Linked DNA regions of Mus musculus: region 2 is linked to region 1. A link is a contact called in public HiChIP or PLAC-seq data. All regions are on one chromosome and are shown on one strand. Each heading gives the region's core, a stretch centred on a gene start, on an enhancer-like site or on the middle of the called end of the contact. The rest is flanking DNA. Distances are from core to core; before and after follow the strand shown. Region 1 overlaps Capsl (calcyphosine-like). Region 2 has its middle 150 kb from the start of Spef2.

Evidence for each region. HiChIP or PLAC-seq counts read pairs in DNA pulled down with a chosen protein or histone mark.
Region 2: a contact with region 1 is called in an H3K27ac HiChIP or PLAC-seq map of embryonic stem cells, with 2.7 times the contacts expected there. The contact joins two enhancer-like sites. A contact is called at or near these places in 1 of 15 datasets of contacts at CTCF or cohesin (large pre-B cells), 2 of 484 Hi-C or Micro-C datasets (the HPC-7 cell line and embryonic stem cells), 5 of 115 datasets of contacts at active chromatin or transcription factors (all in embryonic stem cells) and 1 of 9 other capture datasets (embryonic stem cells).

What each region holds. Positions count from the first base shown.
Region 1 is chr15:9,450,325-9,456,426 of GRCm38.p6, forward strand. All of the region lies in intron 1 of Capsl (calcyphosine-like), which reads left to right. Among named protein-coding and RNA genes, the nearest start is that of Capsl, 17 kb to the left of the region's middle. Within about 2 kb of position 2,742, at least 16 of the 459 cell types and tissues checked have an H3K27ac peak or open chromatin away from gene starts, as enhancers often do. A contact at or near this core is called in embryonic stem cells, where this site is marked.
Region 2 is chr15:9,896,308-9,902,409 of GRCm38.p6, forward strand. No RefSeq gene overlaps it. Among named protein-coding and RNA genes, the nearest start is that of Spef2, 150 kb to the left of the region's middle. Within about 2 kb of position 2,489, at least 11 of the 459 cell types and tissues checked have an H3K27ac peak or open chromatin away from gene starts, as enhancers often do. A contact at or near this core is called in embryonic stem cells, where this site is marked.

The sequences.
Region 1 (6,102 bases), core at 1,492-3,991:
AAGGGAAGTGCATGGCACAAGAGTTAAAGAGATAGATACTCATTATCTCTCTTCTTAGTGGTAGACAAATGTAGGGTTGATTTTTGTGGTCTTGAAAATGGAGTGATTCCTTACACATTGTGCTCTAGACCCTATGTACTCCTTAGACATTACTCCCTGTCCTTGCATTAGGAGTCCTCAGCCAAGTTGAATGAATTTAAAAAATAATAAAAATAAAATGAAGTTATGAAGTAGATATTTTATAATGATGATTATGCTGGCTAGTTTTGTGTCCAGTTAACACAATCTAGAGTCCATTTAGAAGAAGGAAGCTCAGTTGAAAAAATGAATTCACTTGATTGGCCTATGAGCCAGGCCTTGGTGCATTCTCTTGATTGATGGTTGATACTCTGGGCAGTGCCATCCTCGGCTGGTGGTCCTAGGTGCTATACGAAAGTAGGCTGACCAAGCCATAAAGAGCAAGCCAAAGCAACACTCCTTCATAGCCTCTGCATCAGTTTCTGTATCCAGGTTTCTGCCCTGTCTTAATTTCTGCCCTGACTTCCCTCAGTGATGGGCTGTGCTGTGGGTGAAAAGACAAATTTTCCCCCATTGCTTTGGCCATGGTGTTTTCTCACAGCCATAGAGTCCCTGAGACAATGATAACTTAAGAAATCTTTTTCAAGTATGTTCCATCACAAACATGAAGAGTAGTACTTAATTTTCACCCTGGTATTAATAGAAAGAATAAAGAAAACACTTCTGAAGAATATAGAGTTCATAGCACCACACTGAAAGAACAGGGAGAGTCTCACCAGTCACTAAACTTTAGCACATTGCTCTTGGCCGTCTATCCTCTAGAACTCTAGGAAATGAATTTATTTCTTTGTAAATTATCCAGTCTGTGGCATTTTATTAGGAGGGAGGAAAGGGGAAGAAAGCTGAAGAGACCAGTAGCAGGTATAAGGATCGTATAGAATAGGATTTAGAACAAGCACTGGGCCTAGACAGTCAGAAGGAGAGATGCCATTTGTTAAACCTGAGACCCCTTGCCAGCAGAGGTACCGGGTAAGCCACAGAGAGCAGTGCTGGAGAGCTCACCTTCACATGTTGGTATAGATCCAAAGCTGCAGGTTCTCCATCATGACACAGGGCAACAACAGAATATCTGAGAGGAGTCCAGGTGAAGATCCAGTATGGCTGAAGTCTGGGGCTTAAAAGACCAATAAGTCATTGCAATGAACATTTGCAAGTAAAGAAGTATGGACACAATAGTATACTGTGGGACACACTGTGGCATACTACATAGGAGATGTCATTATTTTCTTCTTGTGGGGTGATTGTAAGGGCAGAGGGCAGATACAAAGGGTTGGGGAGGTGAGTGGAATTGGGATGTATCAGCATCAGCAGGGGTCTGCATTAATGTGTGGGTCACATTAATGAAAAACTCATGAAAAATCAATAAAATGTTAAAACAAACAAAAAAAAAGCAAAACAAACCTGTACTGGAAATGGATATAAAGGCAACAAAAGTCGTGGTCACATTCCTCAGGGTGAAGTATGAGTGAACAGAGCTAGGAGAGGATCTGGAGAGAAAGCCAGCTTGCTTCTCCCCGACCTCCCCAGAATCGCTTAAAAGCCCTTCTGTCTTAACCAGTAGCCACCTGCTTTGTAGATTGCTTTCCTACTCTATTCTACTCTTACGGGGCAATGTTTTAAAGCTGCAGAACTATTACAGCAATACTAGGTCATTTGTTTTTGAAATAGTCTAATGTGATGGCATGGATGCTTAACAACTACAGAAATGCCCAAAATGGCACTTACAGGGCTGGGCTCATGAGACTGCCACCCAGTGGTTTTCTGGTAGTACACATTCCCTGTGTCTCAGGCACTAGGGACAAAGGAACATGGCAGAAACTAAATGACTGAGCCCATCACTGTGGTACACATCCCCACCAGTCAGGAGAGTAGACATTTCCCTCCTTGATGTATATTCCCTAGCCCTGCCCCTGCATGTCCTTTGCTGGGTCTTCTGTTATAAGTCTACCCTCTACCCTCTGCATCTTCACAGATTGACTCCTTTTTCTCAATTTTATTTGAGCAGACCAACACTTCTTCAGTTTCCTTGACCTCTAGTTAGGGAAACCAAGGGCACGTTTTCATTTTTGAGCACCCAAAAAGACACCTTTTTTTTTTTTGGAATTAGTAATAAACTGGACGTGGAAGAATTTGGTGTTTTGTGACATGTGGGAAAATATACTAGAGATTGCACTTCAGTGACTGTGTCTACTATTGTGTTTACAGGTTCTTTGCTATGTAGAGAGGGAGAGAAGGAGGAAGAGATGCCAAGGACCAGCCTTGGCTTGGAGAAGGATTCTGAGGAATTGGTGTCTGGGAACTGCGAAACAATTTGTGGGTCTAAGCTGGTGGCCTGTGCTCTGCTGGAGAAAGCTTTCCAGCTTGTTCTCTCTGTTCTACTTTCTCTGGAGATCTCTCGACAGCCCTCTAGGTTCTGCTTGAGACAGTTCTCCAAGCAGTTCTTTCTTGCTAATCTAAAAATTTTCTCTGCCAATAGCTCATCTCTTGCAGAACAGAAGCCAGCCTTTTATTTTACATATCAATCCAGGCATTTACTCCAGGTTCACCTTTGATTATCCTATGAATCAGCACCCTCTGACCCCAGGCTCTGTTGGAGACAGCGAGCACATTTTTATTTTAAAACATTGTAAAAGAATTCAGAGAGCTCCCTGCCTTTGTAAACTTTGCTGGGTGGGACCTTGTCCTGAAATTACCATTTCTACCACACCTGTGCCTAAGTTCCCTCTGTCCCAGGCTGACCTTGAACTCAAGAATTGGCCTGCATTTGTATCTGCCTGACTTTGTATCTTTCTGCCAAGCCAGTTCATAGTGTTGCTGCATCTGTTCCTTATACAATTTATATTGCATCCTAACATTTTTGCATAATTGAAAAATTATATATGTTTCAAATACTATATATATTAAGGGCTGTCCTGGAGGTCCGAGCTTTTACCATTTTGCTGAGACATTAGACACACCTTCATCTTCAGGACCCCTGCTATCTCTAAGTGCCATGAAGTCATTAACATTAACTGGGAGGACATTCCTTGGAGGACCCTGAAAATATGTACAACATATACAAACAAGCCTTATGCTCTTGGCAGTCACAGACACTTGTGGAGGCCCAAGTATATTGGCCGTGTCCCAGGGGCAGGAGCCATGTCATTCTGTCTTCACCCAAGGCCATGGGGACCCACAGAGGGAGGGAGAAGGAAGGAAGGAGGGAGGGAGGAAGGAGAGAGGAGGGAGGGAAGAAGGAGGGAGGGAGGAGGGAAGAGGGAGGGATAATTCAGTTTGCAGCCACCAGGTAGTACTAAGACAACCCAATGGAGTGGAGAAGTGCAGGTGGGGCCTTATTGAATCTTTATTCCCTACAGGTAAGCCTAAACAGAACCTTTAAGAAGAAAGGAAGAAAGGAAGGAAGAAAGGAAGGAAGGAAGGAAGGAAGGAAGGAAGGAAGGAAGGAAGATTAATGCAGAATAGACTTGATAAACTTGTGTGTGAAGTTTGGAGAAGGAAGACTAATAAGAATCATGAACTTTAAATAAAAGAAAAAAATCTGAGGTTATAGGAAAGGACACATGTTTGCTTTCTTGAGCAGGAAAATAGTAAAGATAAAAGGAAGACACATTTGTCTCTGTCTCTTTTATCTATCTATCTATCTATCTATCTATCTATCTATCTATCTATCTATCTATCTATCTATTATCCATTCATCTATTCATTTGTCCATCTATCTTTCTGTATGTTTAAAAAATTCCTTATGACACATATCATTCTTTTCTCTTTTCACGTGATAGTCAAAATAAATTTATCTTTATTGTAAAAAAAAAAAAAAAAGAAAGAAAGAAAAGAAAACAAGAAAAAGACATGCTCTCAGAAGCAGATCCCTGCAATTGCAACTTTCCACATCTCATCCGACAAGAACGCTGGAAATCCTGGCTGAGAACTCTGTCAGGGGCAGCAGCCAACTGTACAAAAGAGCGATGGAGTGAGCAAGCCAGCTTGGCCCCAGTGCACCAGTCTCCTTTGTGGCTGGCTACTCCACTCAGCCTCTGTTCCAGATCTCCCAGTCACTGCCTTCTGCTGCTCTGTGGATATCCCCTTCACTTGCCATTGTGTGTGTAGCTGGGCGAGGGTAGGGAGAGGTAGAGGCAATCAACAGCTTTGTAACCCTAGTCTTCCCTTCCCCTCAAACTCCCAGTTCAGTCACTTGCCATTTTAAATGAATTCATCACTGTCCAAAGGGTCCAGCTGTCATATTGGATGCACCAGGCTCCACTTGGTCGCACACCTTATCTTCTGTACCTTCTCTTCAATTCACCCACAGGGTTCTCTACATCACTGTTCTTTCCTTTTTGTAAGCACTGTAGTCCACCTTCATCCCTTAGTCTCATCCTAAGCTCCTTTGAATTGGAAGTCAGTTACCTGGCTGGTTTTATACTTTCCCCATCTCTCCTTCCAACACTTCCTTTCAGTCTCCACCAGCCTTCCATGGTTTGGTTCAGCAGTTCAGACCACTTGCTGCCCTTCCAGAAGACCCTAGGTCAGATCTCAACACTCATGTCAGGCAGCTCAAACCTACCCACAACCAGATTCAGAGCGTCCAGCTCTCTCCTGTCCTCCTTGTGTACCCTTACACATGTGACATACATGTCCATGGACACATACAAAGGGAATGAAAATAAAGATTGGTCCACTTATGTTATTTACTCTTCTGCTTTGTCCAAAGCATGTGGTACAGCAATCGTCTAAAATATATGGTGCTCTGCCTTGTCAGAGTCTCATAGCTCTAGCCTTGATAACTTTTACCTTCTATTATGAGTAAAATGTAGGCATTGTGACACCTCAGAAAGTCCGTGTGCTGGGCTGTGATATCTGCGTCCTTGGATAGCTCGGTCATGGAACTAGAGGGGGATTCCAGGCCATCTGTGTCCTCCGTTGCCCCACACCTAGCAAACTGGTTAGAGGTAATGAATCTCTCAGACATCCATAGAAGACATGGACAGAACTGTGCCTCTGATGAGAGAACTGTACATATGCTGAGCCAACACATGGTGGTGCTGTGGTCACATGCGTCAGAAAGGACTCCTTTGTAGGCCAAGTCCAACCTGACATATGTTGTGCTCAAAGGGTCTTTTGGATTCAGAAACACTTTAGTGTGGGGTGTGATGTCAGTGACATCATGATATTGTATCCAGAGGCTGCATGTGCCATTGAAACCTCAGATCTCTTGAGTGTGTATTTCTTTATCAGAAATAGGACTCTATCCTGCCTTTCTTTCAAACCCCAGGTCCTGAAAACTTTTTTTGTCCTGTTCTGCTTTAATATTAGGCCTCAGAATTCAAATTAAGAGCGTGGTTCTTTCAGGTACCCCTCTTTCCTCCTGGCCTGAGATGGTACATTGAAAAGAGGACATAACGTAGTAAATATTGGTTGTTTGTCGATGAGTTGAGGGACCAAATTATGGAGAAGGATGGTTAATATGGGCATTTCAAACACCATGCTTGGCTATAATTTCCCCCCTGAATTTATCAAGTCATATTCAGAGATATCAGCTTACATCATCCCTGGTAGAATTGGCCTCAGAAGGCAGAAGTAGGCAGAGTCCCAATTCCCAGTATCTGCTCTTCCCAAACTCTGTTTTTATTTTGCATAAGAAAGTGCCAGAAAAATTCACTTACATGCTGATACACATGGTGGAAGAGAAAGAGTTCTGCTAAGACTCAAAAGTCCAATGTCTGCTGTTTGAGGCCACTTGCAGGAAAGTTATTTTACCAATCTATACTTTGGTTCCTGTTCCTAATGTGCACCCACCTTTCATGCATCAATAGCACTTTTGAGTAGGATCTCTGAGATAAAAATTAAAGTTAAAGGAAGTCTACAGGTGGGATCTCCATATTGACTATAGTATGGCTTGACAAAAGAGCAAAGGGTCCTGGAGCTAGCATGCTCCTGCTGTGGTATGTGATGCCTGCTGTGTCCCTCATCAGATGCTGAGCAGATCCTGGTGCTGTGTGTTCTCTGGTCCATATTGTCATAAGC
Region 2 (6,102 bases), core at 1,239-3,738, 450 kb after region 1:
CAACGTTTGGACTGAGCACAGTGTCTCCAATGGAGGAGTTAGAGAAAGGACTGAAGGAGCTGAAGGGGTTTGACACCCCATAGGAAGAACAACAATGTCAATCAACCAGATACCCCAGAGCTCCCAGGGACTAAACCACCAACCAAAGAGTATATATGGAGGGACCTATGGCTGTAGCCACATATGTAGCAGAGGATGGCTTTGTCAGGCATCATTGGGAAGAGAGGCCCTGGGTCCCATGAAGGCTCAATGCCTCAGTGTAGGGGAATGCCAGGGCAGGGCAGAGGAGTGGGTGGGTGGGGGAGCACCCTCATAGAAGCAGGGACGGGGACAGGGATTTCTGGAAGGGAAACCAAGAAAGGGAATAATCTTTGAAATTTAAATAAATAAAATATCCAAAAAAAAAAAAAAAAACCACCACAAGACAAGATGTAAGAAAAGAATGTTATTTTAGGTAGAGAGGTCAGCCCAAGCAGTTAACTAGAGGAGAATATATGAATAATAAAGTGAATGGTAAATTCGGTCTACATGAAGTTTGAAGAAAGACTATGAGTTGCCTATCACCATAGGCATTGGGTGCCATGGTATATTTTGTTTTATTCATATGTGTTCAGTGTTATAAAAGTTTCCTATCATGATTATATTATGTAATTATATATTGCACTCTGTGCATAAATTTGTATGTTTATTCCATTTTTGATGGGTTGGAGGAAGCTGATTAGGAGGTGGACATAGGCAGAGCCACTCAACCCATTGTCATTCTGTTGCTTTCAATCTCAATAGCAACTCACTATCTGTCTGTGAATATTAAAGGAATTTTTAAATATAAAAAAAAAGGAATGGAACTCTTGAGAAACACATGAACCTAACCAAAACATAATTTTTATGTTCTGAAATGCAATAAATGCAATGTGCATCAAACACTTCTTTTCTGGCCTCTAAATCACTACTTTGGCACTAAGTTATTTGGTGTTTAAGGACCACCGAGTTAATGAATATATAACAACATTGCTCTGAAAATGTTTGAGCAGAGCAGAATGTGAAAGACTGGATCAGGACCTAAGACTCAAGAAATCCTCCCTACTCCAGACTCATGACTCATCTCAGAACCCTTGCCCATCACCTAGGATGAAGGCAGAATACTTGCAGAATTATAAGATAATGGAGAAGCTGAGAGATGCCATACATGGGGACACAACATTCTTTGGAGAGTCACAGGGAATATGCAGTGGAGACTCAAACAGGAGATGCCAAAAAGCAATCCTAAATGGTGACAAATTATATTTTAGAGTTACATGCCAAAGAAGCATGAGATTAGAGGGGAGCTTTAAGAAAATTTCAGAATGTATCTACGACTTAGATTGCAATTTCATTGGAACATGGGTAGTTAGCAGACAAAGCTCCCTGATGTATAAAAAGAATGGGGGTATATGCAGATTCCTACCCAGAGGCACTGGGTTAGCACAAAATGGATGCTATATGCACACAGTGAATTTAGCAAACTTCTGAGAACAGAACACCTAGACAGTGGTTAGAGAAGGCAGAGCAGAGTATTCAAAGAGTTAAAACCCCGAAGAGCCATTAACTCTGGATCAAAGCTAGTTTTGTTGGACCCTGAACAGATTATTGAATGGCAGCTTTTCAATAGCAAAGCATGATAAATTGATTAAGCATATAAATAAAACAAACAACTATGATTTAGTATGTGAGGACAGGAAATGCTTCTTCCACACATCTGGTAACATCTTCAAGAAAGAGAATCCATCTGTTATATTTTTGGGTATTCAGCTCCTTGGCACAGTCCCTGGAATATAGTTGGCATTTAATAAATAATTATTCAATGGAAAAAAATAAAGTTACAGTAATTCTGTTGGTCAAGTTATGAGATTCATTAGTTTGGTCCCTTGAGAGTCTTACAGCTCACAAGGCTTTTGCTTTGGGCTCTGGGCTGGTTTGATTTGTTGTTGTCACAGCTGCTGGACAAATCCCAGCAGAATAAACAATGACTTCTCCTTGCACTCCAGCCTGGGATTGTGCATACTGAACTGGAAAAAATCTCTCTAGTGTTATTCAGATTTGTGATTGTCTCTAAGGTAGTTGCTCGGTTTTGCAAGTCAAAAACCCAAAGGTTTCCCCAGGGTGCTTGAAGTAAAGAAAAAAAAAAAACTAGGCTTCAGCACTAATGTGTTTGCTAAAGCCCAGATCCTCTTCCACCCCACCCATTTACAGGTAAACCTGTACCTGGCACCTAGAAAGTATGGAATATGTGTGGAGTGGATGGCGAGAGCAATTGTTTTAACTATGCTTAAAATTGCTAAGGATATCAATAACTGTGAACATTAGCTGATATTTTATTTCTTACCCAGATATTGCTGTTGTAGATTTGCATGTTTTGCCACTTTTTTTCCCCCACACTTAGATGAGGAGCAAACTGAGGAAAAAAGAAAGAAGAAAGGCTACACTATTCTTATTCTATTAGCCATCCTGTCACCCACTCTCTGTTTCTATCTACCTACTCAAGAGGGACTCTCAGTTGTCTTTGCCTGTCCTGGTGTCCTCTAATGCATGACTATAGTTCCTTAGCGCTTGTCCTCTGGCTTCCTGTTGAGTATCATGGGAAGTCTGAGGTAGATGCCAGTGTGAATCTTTTTCTGTTCATTCTTGGGCTTGGCAGCAAAGGTATAGCAACACCTTCTACCAAGGCTCTAACATTATTAGTTCTCATGCCCACCACTCTAGCTCCAGTAGAATCTTCTATCCCCTCAAGTTTTCAGCTGGAGGGATGAAACAGCTTTCTGTTAACCTTAAACTCAGAGACTCAATTTTAGATTCTGGTCCTCTTAAGTAGATCATAATTCTGTGCTGTTTTTCCTAATCTTCTTAATTCTTTTCTAACACCCCAGCTTAATAAGCCTTTTATTTCCTTATAGGATCTCCCCTGGTGGAAGGGAACAATAAGAAAAATTCACTTTCAAAAACAATGTCCAAAACCGGGCATGATGGCACATGCCTTTAATCCCAGCACTCAGGAAGCAGAGGCAGGTGGATTTCTGGTCTACAAAGTGAGTTCCAGGACAGCCTGGGCTATACAGGGAAACCCTGTCTCAAAACAACAACAAAAAGAAAGAAAAGAAAAAGAAAGAGAAAAAAAAAAAAAACAACAATGCCCAAAAAAAGAAAGAAATGCAATTTCTTTCTCAGATTAAGCAGTATGGAACTTGGGAGTAGATAGTTATATGTTGTAGGAGTTTGTCCTGTGAATTTTGTGACACTCAGAAACATCCCCTCATATCTATACCCAAAGGACTATAGTACCTACATGCTTAAGTATCTCATTGCTGCAATAAAATACCTGAAAGAATAACCTAAAGAAGGAAGGGTTCACATAAGTTCACAGGTCCAAGTTATGTTTCACCACAGCAGGGTAGGTAATGGCAGGATCTTGAAGAAGCTGGTCACCACAATGAGCCCACAGATAGAAAGCAGAATGGGGGCTGGTGAGATGGCTCAGTGGGTAAGAGCACCCGACTGCTCTTCCAAAGGTCTGGAGTTCAGATCCCAGCGACCACATGGTGGCTCACAACCATCCATAACGGGATCTGACTCCCTCTTCTGGAGTGTCTGAAGACAGCTACAGTGTACTTATGTATAATAATAAATAAATCTTTAAAAAAAAAAAAAAAAAAGAAAGCAGAATGGGCTTTCCATCTTCTGAGATCTTCTTTGATTTCTTTCTTCAGAGACTTGACGTTCTTCTTATACAGATTCTCACTTGCTTGGCTAGAGTCACAACAAGGTATTCTATATTACTTGTGACTATTGCGAAGGGTGTTGTTTCCATAATTTCTTTCTCAAACTGTTTATCCTTTGAGTAGAGGAAAGCTACTGGTTTGCGTTAAATTTATATCCAGCCACTTTGCTGAAGTTGTTTATCAGGTTTAGGAATTCTCTGATGGAATTTTTTCAGTCACTGAAGTATACTACCATATCTGCAAATAGTGATATTTTGACTTCCTCTTTTCCAGTTTTTATCCCTTTGACCTTTTGTTGTCTAACTGCTCTGGCTAGGCTCCGAGCACTATATTGGATAGGTAGGGAAAGAGTAGGCAGCCTTGTCTAGTCCCTGATTTTAGTAGGATTACTTCAAGTTTCACTCCATTAGTTTGATGTTGGCTAATGATTTTCTGTATATTGCTTTACTATGTTAAGGTATGGGCTTTGAATTCCTAATCTTTCCAAGACTTTTATCATGAAGGGATGTCAGATTTTGTCAAATGTTTTCTAAGCATCTAATAAAGTGATCATTTTTTTCCTTTGAGTTTGTTTATGTAGTGAATTACATTAATGGATTTCTGTTGTGTTGAACCATCCCTGAATAACTGGGATGAAGCCTACTTGATCATGATGAACGATTGTTTTGATGTGTTCTTGGATTCAGTTTGCAAGAATTTTATTGAGTATTTTTGCATCGATATTCATAAGGGAAATTGGTCTGAAGTTCTCTTTCTTTGTTAGGTCTTTGTCTGGTTTAGGTATCAGAGTAATTGTGGCTTTGTAGAATGAATTGAGTACCCTCTGTTTCTATTTTGTGGAATGGTTTGAGGAGTATTGGTATTAGGTCTTCATTAAACACATCTGGTCCTGAGCTTTTTTTGTTGGGAGAGTATTAATGACTATTTCTATTTCTTTAGGGGTCATGGGACTGTTTAGATGATTTATCTGATCTTGAGTTGACTTTGGTACCTGGTATTTTTCTAGAAAATAGTCCTTTTCATCAAGATTATTCAATTTTGATGAGTATAGGCTTTTGTAGTAGGATCTGATGACCTTTTTTTTTTTTTTTATTTCCTCAGATTCTGTTGTTATGTCCCCCTTTTCATTTCTGATTTTGTTAATTAGGATACTGTCCCTGTGCCCTCTAGTTAGTCTGGCTAAGGGTTTCTCAAAGAATCAGCTCCTGGTTCTATTGACTCTTTGTATAGTTCTTTTTGTTTCTACTTGGTTGATTTCAGCCCTAAGTTTTATTATTTCCTGCTGTTTACTCTTCTAGGGGGTATTTGCTTCTTTTTGATCTAGAGCTTTCAGATGTCCTGTCAAGTTGCTAGTATGTGCTCTCTCCAGTTTCTTTTTGGAACAACTCAGAGCTATGAGTTTTCCTCTTAGTACTGCTTTCATTGTGTCCAATATGTTTGGGTATGTTGTGCCTTCATTTTCTTAAATTACAAAAAGTCTTTAATTCTTTATTTCTTCCTTGACCAAGTTATCATTAAGTAGAGCACTGTTCAGTTTCCATGTGTATGTGAACTTTTTGTTGATTTTGTTGTTATTGAAGACCAGCCTTTTTCTGTGGTGATATGATAGGATGCATGGGATTATTTCAGTCTTCTTGTATCTGTTAAGGCCTATTTTCTGAACAATTATTTGGTTAATTTTGGTACCACGAGTTGCTGAAAAGAAGGTATATTCTTTTGTTTTAGGATGAAATGTTCTATAGATATTTGTTAAGTCCATTTGGTTCACAAGTTCTATTAGTTTCATGGTGTCTCTGTTTATTTTCTGTTTCCATGGCAGGATAAGTATAGTAAAAATGAACATCTTGCTGAAAGCAATCTACAGATTCAATGCAATTCCCATCAAAATCCCAACTCAAATTTTCATAGAGTTAGAAAGACCAATTTGCAAATTCATCTGGAATAACACAAAATTCCAGGAGAGTGAAAACTATTCTCAACAATAAAAGAACTTCTAGGAAAATCACCATCCCTGATCTCAAGCTGTATTATAAAGCAAGAGTGATAAAAACTACACCGTATTTGTACAGAGACAGGGAGATAGATCAATGGAATTGAAGACCCAAAAATGAATCCATATACCTATGGTCACTTAATCTTTGACAAAGAAGCTAAAACCATCCAGTGGAAAACAGACAGTATTTTCAAGAAATGGTTTTGGTTCAACTAGCAGTCAGCATATAGAAGAGTGTAAACTGATCCATTCTTATTTTCTTGTACAAAGCTCAAGTCCAAATGGATCTAGGACCTCCACATAAAATCAGATATACTGAAACTAATAGAAGAGAACGTGGAGAAGAGCCTTGAACAC